2 separate regions of the Nothobranchius furzeri genome follow, and region 2 is linked to region 1. Evidence: chromatin contacts called from public Micro-C data. All regions are on one chromosome and are shown on one strand. The core of a region is the stretch at or near the end of the contact, and the rest is flanking DNA. Distances in the headings are between cores, read along the strand shown. Region 1 overlaps LOC107374673 (inactive tyrosine-protein kinase PRAG1). Region 2 holds the start of tmem38b (transmembrane protein 38B).

Region 1 (4,806 bases), core at 962-3,461:
GATCTTGTCTTTAAAAGTCACACGTAACCACTTCTTTTTTTTTAGGTAAGCAGAAGTCTCTGCTTTTTCACCATCTTTTTCTCTGAGCTGTGGAGGTAAAGGTGTTGGTAGTTACAGTGTGCTGAACAGCTTGCGTCTTGTCTTTTGTTTGCATTTTTTTTATTCAAATACCGTTGAGTTTAAGAGCATGAGCAGGCCAGATGTGGCTAAACACAATTTGCAGAAGCCTGTTTTGCATTTAAATGAAAGTAGGCTGGGGGTGAAGGAGATGGCTGACCAAAGAGGACGATAACGAGACGAGACTGGGCCCTTTTTGAAAGATAACAAGGATTTGTGTCAAACATTAATGAACCTTTGGTTTATATGACTGTACGGCCTTGGTAACTCTCCTACAGTCAGACTTCTTAACTTAAAGGGACACAACAAGGAGGATGAACTGTAACCCAGTGTGATAAACTAACTTTAGGCAGGGGTCTCACTCAAACACACGTCAGTGCTTCTCCTTCTTGGAGGGTTTGATGCACGGCCATCGAAGCTGATTGCATCACGTCATCCTGTGCAGTTCACAACACGCTGAGTAAAATCTGAGTCAGCCTGCTCGACTCCCTTTAACAAACACACTCCCATCTTAGATTAGGACTAGGAGATTATTAAAACATAAATATCCCTGAAACCCCTAATGCGTGCTAGAACAGGTGTGCGTGTGTGAACTTTTGCACGTATAAAAGACGCGAGGCACACGTGCTTCTTAGGTTATGTCGCTTTGTGTGTTTACCACAGGAACGCCTCCCTGAATAAGTCAGGAAGTGAAACCAGTTACGTGAACCACGACAGCAACGCTGTTTGTGTCTCGTTGTTGCTACTCAGTTCCATGTAACCTAAACCTGATCTCTTTTTAAAGCCTCACCAGTTTCTGTCACCCTCCCGCTGCTGAACGATTCGTAGCTGTTTATTTTCTGAATCTGGGTTACTGATAAGGGTGCAGAAGTGGTGTGACGGGTTCTTTCTCTGGGACAATCTTTGTATTTTGTGTCAGAAAGAAGGCTGATTAGATCTTTCTCAGAGGAAATAGTCAGGATGTTTAGGCTGAAACTGGGCATTCCAAGGAAGGGGAAACGGGTGCAGCTAATTATTCAACGATGTACCTGAAAAATTTGTGTTTCATTGCTTCATCGTCCTTAGACCCATTATCATTTGTCCCGTGCTGCAGTATTTCCTCCGCCTTTCATCACCCTTTTTTTTGTCTGGAAGACGATATCCGCTCCTTTGGCCAACTGCCCAGAGAGAATACCATCCTCTCCTCCCTCTGCACTCCTCTCCTTCTGTTTGCTGTCCTCATTCATGGTTGAATTGAAGTCAAAGGCCAATAGATGAATTGATAGAGAACTGGTTTTGAGATGGAGGAGAAGAACAAGTGATGAAGGAGAGGAATGGGACCCTGCTTCCCTGAGCATGTGCAGTCGTTGCATTGGCATTGTGGGAAGTTGTCCTGTTGGTCAGGGAGCTGAAGAAGGAAAAGAAACCCGTGTTGGATCTGGATGTAGATCGATATTGGTTTTGCTTTGTTCCAAGGCAGCAACATCTAAGTTTAATGTGAGGCATTCCTTGAAAGAATAGCAGAAGCTGTCTTATGTAGAGAGATGAAGTTTTAATGTATGTTTTTGTCGAATCTGGGGGAAAAAATACTAAAAACATGATACAAGTACTCAGTCCGTGTTAGTTGACAGATACAATGAGCCAAGTCTGTCTTTAGAGGCTCATATACATAGCAAACCCCCTTTCTTGTGCCAACTTTGGTTTGGAGACTGTTATGGATCAGCTCCTGTTGTGATTCGGATGAACGTCATGCGCCTGCAGATTTTATAAGGCGTGTTTGGTCTGTATCTGTATATTTGCCACATAACCATGCCTGGACCGAAGTATTCCCAACAGAAGAGTATAAAGGTGTGGATCACCGTTTGCTCCCTGAATCTTTGGCCACACGAACAAAAGAGAAAAATGACACAAACGTTTGCTAAGTTGTGAGCAAACCCAACATACCTCTATGGTGTTGCTACATGTTACAGGAGAGAACAGAGCGATTGCGCTAACATGCATGTTTTTGTTCTGTGGGACGAATCCTGGAGAAATCCATACATGCACGGAGGCTAACTCTGCAGAAATGCTGCAGCCAGAATCTAAACCTGCAACATTCTTGCTGCAGTGCAACAGTACTACCAGTTGCTACGTCATGCAGCCTGCAGCAGTTTGAACCAGTTCATGAGCCTTGTTGTCATGGGGGGTCTTATTTGTTGCAGCAAAAAACAAAAAAACAACAGCTCAGAATAAAGAAGTGTGCCTCAGTGAGAGGAAGTGAAACCACTGTAGGCTGTGTTTATATTTTTAATAAAACATGGTCTCTTTCTTGGATCTATCAGCATTGGTGCAAATAAAATGAAAATAAGACTAAGCATGAAGAGGAAGTTAATCAGTTCCACATTTGCAAACCGTTGCATCACACAGCAAATCTCTGGATGCAAATAAAAAAAAAACTCTTGCTCTCATGCTCATTTTCACCTGATTGTGTTTGATTTCCTTTTGCAGAGTGAGCGCTAAGATAAGCGACTGCAGCATGGAGCTGATCGGCTGCAGCCAACCAGGGTCAGCAGAAAGTCGAGCACCATCCCAGCGCAGTCTGGGTGGCACCGGCCTCCCGGCTGCAACCACCGACAACCTGACCGCTGACACCGGTGAGTCTCTTGCTACAAAAATCTGGTTCAGTTTTTGACTTAAAGAGCAAGTCACCCCTACCAGAGTCTAACTCCACTCTCACTTCATGTTTAAAAAATGCAACAAATGCTGTTGCCTGGCAGACCGAGAGGGCGGAGCCGCTAACAAATACAGACACACACAGGTTCACCACAGCATTGTGACATCATAATGTACCAGTTTACATCATAGCATACCTCTTAGCCAATAGCGGTGGCAGATTTAAATTCAAATACAATGCAGAGTTTTTACCTGACAATGGCACAACACTGCCAGTTTTAGGCAGAAAATTAAAATTTTACCTAAAATGCACTAAACTACAAAACTATTGACTACACGTGTCTGCAGCACGATTATACACTCGTTTGTTTAGTTTATCAGGGGAAAAAAGTTGATTTGGGGGTGACTTGCTCTTTAAGTCTTTAAGTCATGTGAAAAGTTTCTGACTTGTTCCAGCATAAAAAGGTTAAGTGCTGCAGGGTTAAATCTGCTAACTTATCTCATGGGAGTGTGTTACGACTTCTGAAAATCGAGCCGTACCTCACGGTCCTTGGGGTGTCGCCTTTAAGCCTCGGTTGCTTGTAATTGCTGCAACTTCCTGGGCAATGTTGTCTGAGTAAGAGATAATTATGGACCCTGGTAATGAGGGAAAAAGGGCTTGGCTGCATCCTTTTGGTTTTTTTCTTTGTGAAAGCAGTGATTGAAGAGCGCACCACACAATTATCCGTGTCTGTCTCTTTGAGTCGACTGTTGAGTTCCAGCTCTAAGTCTTTAATTGATAAATGGATCATAATTGGTTGGAAGATGTTCTGAGGGTTGGATGGAAGCCAGGAAGGTGGAAGCTTCCAGCTCTTCTGGAGGAGTCATGTGCCGATTGGGTTTATTAGAATTTGTGAGAACATTTAGGTTTTAAAGCATTTGCTCAGAATTAAACACAACACTGTGTGAATCCTCTACACCGGCCCCTGCTGATGTAAACCTTTTCTGCTTTAGGTTCTCGGGATGCGACCCGGAGGTCTTGTTTGTCTCCTCTTCCCAGAACTGTATCAGCTCCTGGTTCTCCTCACTCGTTCTCCTTCAACAATTTGAGCACCCAGCCTCCTCCTCTCCCAGAGAAGAAGATGGTCAACCGCACCGTGTCGGCTCCTGATAGTGCCAATGGGAAACCCGTCATCCGGGCGTACCCGCGCCTCCCGTTCACCGGCTCTGAGAGCAACGTGTGCCACTCGGCCGAGGTCAGCTCCCGCGCCAGCTTGCCGGCTAGTCCCGTTGACCCAAGGCCTGTTTTCTCCTCCAACGAATCTCTGGAGCGCTGCCACACCCCGCTAGGCCGACCCTCGAGGTCCAGGACGCTGGATGAGCCGCTGAAGATCCAGGGTCGCCTGGGAGTTCACTGTCGAACCAGCATCACCATCGCCTCTTCCCCTCAGCTCAGCGCACCCCTATCAGCCTCGGATTTGGGTTCTGCACCCAACCTGGGCTCCAGCCTGCAGCTTCAGACTCTTCTGAGTAACATCGACAGCAGAGAAGGAGTGTACTCCAAACTGGGCGGCCTGTACGCCGAGTCTCTGCGACGCTTGGCTTTAAAATGCGAGGACCACTTCACTCGCCTGCAGAAGAATCCGCTCAGGTTTGACGAGAGCAACTGGTCCCTGTTCAGGCTGACATCCAACAAACCGAGCTGCAACGCTGGAGACGCCGTGTACTACTCTGCTGCCTGCGCCTCAGACCCCAGCAACTCCTACGCTGTGAAGGTACACATAAGTAAATGTTAAACTAGTAGTACCAGCAGCTGGTTTCTTCATAGAACAACCAAATAAACTTTAGGCAGACGAGATGTCGGATCTGGTAGCGAGAACTGATGTTTGGGTTTAACGCTAAAGCTGTTTTGCTCTCTGCTTTCCTAGTAGCAAACTGTATCTGGTTTCAGCAATCCTCAAAGTCCTGATTGTGATCCAGATCCGGTCTGAGTGCTATATGAATCTAGATCCAGCCCACAGATCATCCTACAGATACACCGCTCAGATGCCAAACACTACGTCTGACGTTAAATGATCT
Region 2 (4,806 bases), core at 1,106-3,605, 110 kb before region 1:
AGTTGTGCAACCAAAAGTTGATCCTGTGTACCGCTGCACATTTATAGTTCCCAATCTTCCGTAGCTTCCTGCAGCAGCAGCAGGTTTGATCATGCATTCAGTAAACAGTATCTCTCAGAAAAAAGCAAAGTAAATAGGAATTCCAATGCTACAAAAGGGAAAATCATAAAGTATCAGAAATGAAATGCAGAAAAGTTAAATAAATGCACGCAAGTTTCCACTGGAATGAAAAAAAAACGACATATACATGTAAATTTATCCTGAAATCTCTGGAATGTGCATTGTGTGTAAGTGTGACACCTGCTGATGAGTGCTTTCTCACAAGAAAAAAACTGATCAGCAACTGAGAAATAATTGTGAATAATTATAAATGAGTGTATGCCAACCAAAATTACCAAGAGGTTTGTTAATTTTCATTATTAATTTTCACGCATTGTAAATAATTTGTTTCATCAGAAAGTGGTGAGGATAGAGTATTCAAAGAGAAACTGTAATTTGGTTTATTAGCCAGTAGGTGGCAGTATTGATCTTCAATTAGATTACTTTATTTTACACTATTTAAACCTAACAGAAGAAGCAGTAACAGCTGTCAATAAAAGAGCCATTTCACATCTCTGGGGAAAAAAAGGATTACAATTGGAAAAACAATATCAAAATTGAAGCTGGTGGTCTTCTTGGTTTGTATACAACAACATGTTAAAAGCCATCATCCCCAGTAAAACTCCACCCAACACCAGACCTGTGTTCAGAGCTGCTGCTGCACACAGATCTGTATCATCTTCTTAAGCTTTCTGAGCACCATCTCCATCAGAGATACGGCTCAGAAATGCTGAATGACACCCCTCGCAAATGTTGTAGGAGGTCAGGGTTCAGACTTTTACAACACACACACACACACACACACACACACACACACACACACACACACACACACACACACACACACACACACACACACACACACACACACGTGCCTCCAGACACTTCTAATCAGTATTCCCCCAGTGCTGCAGGATTAAACTGCCTGTTCATCTCTGACAGTATCCGACTCTCTTTCCTTGGATATCTGGGCCCACCACAGAGAATCTAATCCTAAATCGGGGTTTTCACAACAATCAGAATTTTTTATGTCTACCTTTCTTCAGCTCATGACCTTCAGGTTACCCTTTAGTCTTCAGCTGAAATTCTGCCTCCCTCCAGGAAGGGAGGCGGGGGTGAGGCCAGATGACTCTTTCTAATACTTTCACACAGACCTGTTTCCTGGTGGAGGAACGGCTCTTGTTTCATTCATCAAACAATTGAAGGTCAAGTTAAACTATGCCTCTGGAATGTGAAAAAACAAAAAGAAGTTTGTACTTTGATAAAACGTGCTGTCAGCAAAGTCCAACCTCAAGTCTTGGCTTTTCCTACTGCTTTATGCTGCACACAGTTGGAATCAGCTTCCTCCTGACCTCAAATGTGCCCCAACTCTTGTAACTTTGAAATCAAAATGGAAAACTGTCACAAATTCATCAGTCTTTGAATGAATGTGCCTTATGCTGCACTTTCTGCACTGTAACTGGGGTTTTATAACCTTCTGTTTCATGTTGTTATGTTGATTTTACTGTTTTATGTTCTTGCACCTGGAAAGCACATTGAATTGCTTCTGTGTATGAAATGTGCTGTGTCATATCATATGTATATGTGCCTCTCCTAGTCACCATGTTTTCCATTCAACATCTAATTTACCCTTTACCCTAAAACAACAGTAAACATTTAACTTCATGATGTGATTCAGAAGATAAATGATGATTTTGTTTATTAAGGGAAAATAATCTAAACCAACCTGGCTTCTTGTGAAAACACAATGGTTCACTATAACTGGTTGTAACATTCTCAGGTAACAACAGCTACTACCGAGCACCTGTAATTACTAATAATGGGTCTGTGGTGGAATTCTGGCCCATTCTCTCTTACAGAATTGTGTCAAATACAAGCACATTAAAGGGTCTATCGGCATGAAAGGTAATTTTAAGGTCATACATTCTCTTTCAGGATTTTTAGGTAGAGAGCAGTACTCATGGTTTCATTTATTACAAGTCATCCTGGTCCTGAAACAGCAAAGCAGTCCCAGACCATCACACCACCACCACCACCATGTTTGACTGTTGGTTTGATGTTCTTACTCTCAAATGTAGAGTTATAATTAGACACATACCTTTCAAAAAGTTCCATTTTTGTCTCACCATTCCAGAGAATACAGTGGGGTCATCAAGATGCTTTTTAGTCATCAAAGGTTTTGGCCATGGAAGTTGGTGTCATTTTTCGCTTTCTTATTATTGATTCATAACCTTTGATCTTCACCCTAACCGAGTGCAGGGCTTTAGATGATTTTTGAGTTCTTTTAGCTTAATTTATGTTAGACACATTCTAGTGAAGGGAGTTCCCTAGAGGTCTGGTAGTAATCAAACCTGTAGACCTGTTCAATAAACCTGGTTAATCATTTATTTTATGATTTAATGGTGGGGCAAAAGTCAGCTTCACAGAAAAAAATATTATGATTTATCTCTGATTATAATTGGTCACTTTGAGTTTTCATGCAGGCTGAACATGAAATAGTCTCCTACACCTTTCTCCTACATCAGCTTCTGATAGAGAATAAACAATGAAACACCAGGATTGGAAAATCCTGGCGTTTCATTGTTTATTCTGTCCTTGCGTCATGTTGTGAGCCAGGAGGAGGTTAGGACCCAAGATGCAGAAAACCCCAGAATGACAAAGGCAGGTAGAAAAAACATAAAATCCTTTATTTAGGAATAAATGTCCAAATAAATCCAATGAGGGCAGGAAGCTAAAAAACCAATGTCCAAAAATCCTGGAGACGAAAGCTCACTTAATGAGCACAAACCTAGAGACCAAGTGGAAGCCAAATACCTAGAGACCTAGAGGGGGGAACGAGAGAACGCTGACACAACAACAATGGACTGACAACACACTGAGACACAGACAGGGTTATATACACAGGGGCTGGGTGATTAAGGGAACCGGACACAGGTGAGACTAATAACAGAGAGGAGGAGCAGAACGGAGCAGGGGAGGAAACCAGACCTAACTGGGGTAGGAAGCAAAAATGAACCAAAGGGAGATACTGACTAAATGATCCAAACATGACGGAAACCTAATGATAAGTGGGGTGACTAAGGGAAATGTGAGGGAAACCTAGAGAACCCGGAGGGGGCGGGGGACCACGGGGACACAGAAACCTAAGGGGAACACCTAAGGAGAAAATCTGGAGTGGACTGGGGAACACAAGTAGGTACACGAGGAAAACAAGGAGACACATAATAGCTCAATCCAAAATGACTTCCTAACTCTGGCTCCTTCAAAGGCAGTTCGAAATCTGGGTGTTGTGATTGATGAACACCTGACCTTTAAAGATCATGTTACCTCTGTTGCTCGTTCATGCCGCTTTGCGCTGTATAACATACGAAAGATCAGACCACACTTAACACAACATGCCACCCAGCTCCTGTGCAATCTAATGTCATCTCCCGCCTCGATTACTGCAATGCCCTTCTAACTGGTCTTCCAGGCTGACCTCTTCAAATGGCCCAGAACGCAGCGGCGCGTCTGGTCTTCAATCAGCCAAAAAGAGCACACGTCACCCCTCTGTTCATTGAGCTCCACTGGCTACCGCTAGCAGCACGCATCAAATTCAAATTGCTAACACTAGCATGCAAAGTCTGAGATGGTACGGCTCCCATCTACCTGAATCCTCTTGCAAAGGCTTACGTCTCGGCCCGGCCGCTCCGGTCATCACAGGATCGTCGGCTAGCAGTGCCTACTCCACGCTCAGGACAATCCAGACTCTTCTCATGCATCGTTCCACAAATGTGGAATGACCTTCCAAGCACTACCAGAACTGTGGCTTCCTTTTCAATTTTCAAGAAACTCTTGAAGACCCTGCTCTTCAGAGAGCATCTTCTTAACTAGCACCCTCCCTGCACCCGTCCCCCCTCTCTACCGTCCACTCCTTGTTTGCTACTCTCCATGATGGATGCCAAGTTGTTGTTATTGTTGTTGTTAGCCTCAAAGGCAACATGCCGATTATCACTTGTAAGTTGCTTTGGACAAAAGTGTATGCTAAATACATAAACATAAACATAATGGGAGCCTAGAGAGGGATGGGGAACACAAGGGGACACATGACACAAGGGGACACATGGGGGGACGCAGAACATGACACCTTGCGATCAGGATCAAACCACCAAACGTGTCACAATTTTTGTTGTATGACTTTTATTAGAACCTTTACCTAATTTTAAACAATGCCCCAGAGATGTTTGTTTACCCGAAAGCTGGTGACTCAGAAAAGACACATGACGACCTCACGTGTGAATACCCAGCAACACTCAACCTAAAACAGAAACCTACTCCAAAAGTCCCTGAATAACCCTGGCATTCTGTGGTTTGCTAAATACGTCAAGTGAAAGCAACATAAAACCAGTCTCTCTCTCTCTCTCTCTCTCTCTCTCTCTCTCTCTCTCTCTCTCTCTCTCTCTCTCTCTCTCTCTCTCTCTCTCTCTCTCTCTCTCTCTCTCACACACACACACACACACACACACACACACACGCATGCGCGCACACACACATTTACAGCTGTTTATAGAACACTTACATGGCAATTACAGTAGACATTTACCTGGTTGTTTATTTGGAGTAATTATAGTATCAGATAAACATTTCTGTTGACATCAGTTTCATAGAAGATTTAAAAAGCAACTACAACAAATTTACAGACTATCACACAAAGACTTGCTTGTCTTC

The links. Hi-C and Micro-C count contacts between places; a contact is called where the count stands out from the background.
Region 2: a contact with region 1 is called in a Micro-C map of tail fin, with 7 times the contacts expected there. The contact joins the promoter of tmem38b here to the enhancer-like site in region 1. A contact is called at or near these places in 2 of 2 Hi-C or Micro-C datasets (skeletal muscle and tail fin).

Annotation. Positions count from the first base shown.
Region 1 is chr6:57,322,911-57,327,716 of NfurGRZ-RIMD1, reverse strand. It overlaps LOC107374673 (inactive tyrosine-protein kinase PRAG1), which reads left to right. Exons shown (of 6, transcript XM_015942827.3): 4 at 2,584-2,729; 5 at 3,742-4,502. Among protein-coding and RNA genes, the nearest start is that of LOC107374673, 11 kb to the left of the region's middle. Within about 2 kb of position 2,211, at least 1 of the 3 cell types and tissues checked has an H3K27ac peak or open chromatin away from gene starts, as enhancers often do. A contact at or near this core is called in tail fin, where this site is marked.
Region 2 is chr6:57,432,689-57,437,494 of NfurGRZ-RIMD1, reverse strand. It overlaps tmem38b (transmembrane protein 38B), which reads right to left and starts at 2,355. Exons shown (of 6, transcript XM_015942830.3): 1 at 2,198-2,355. The coding sequence starts at 2,270.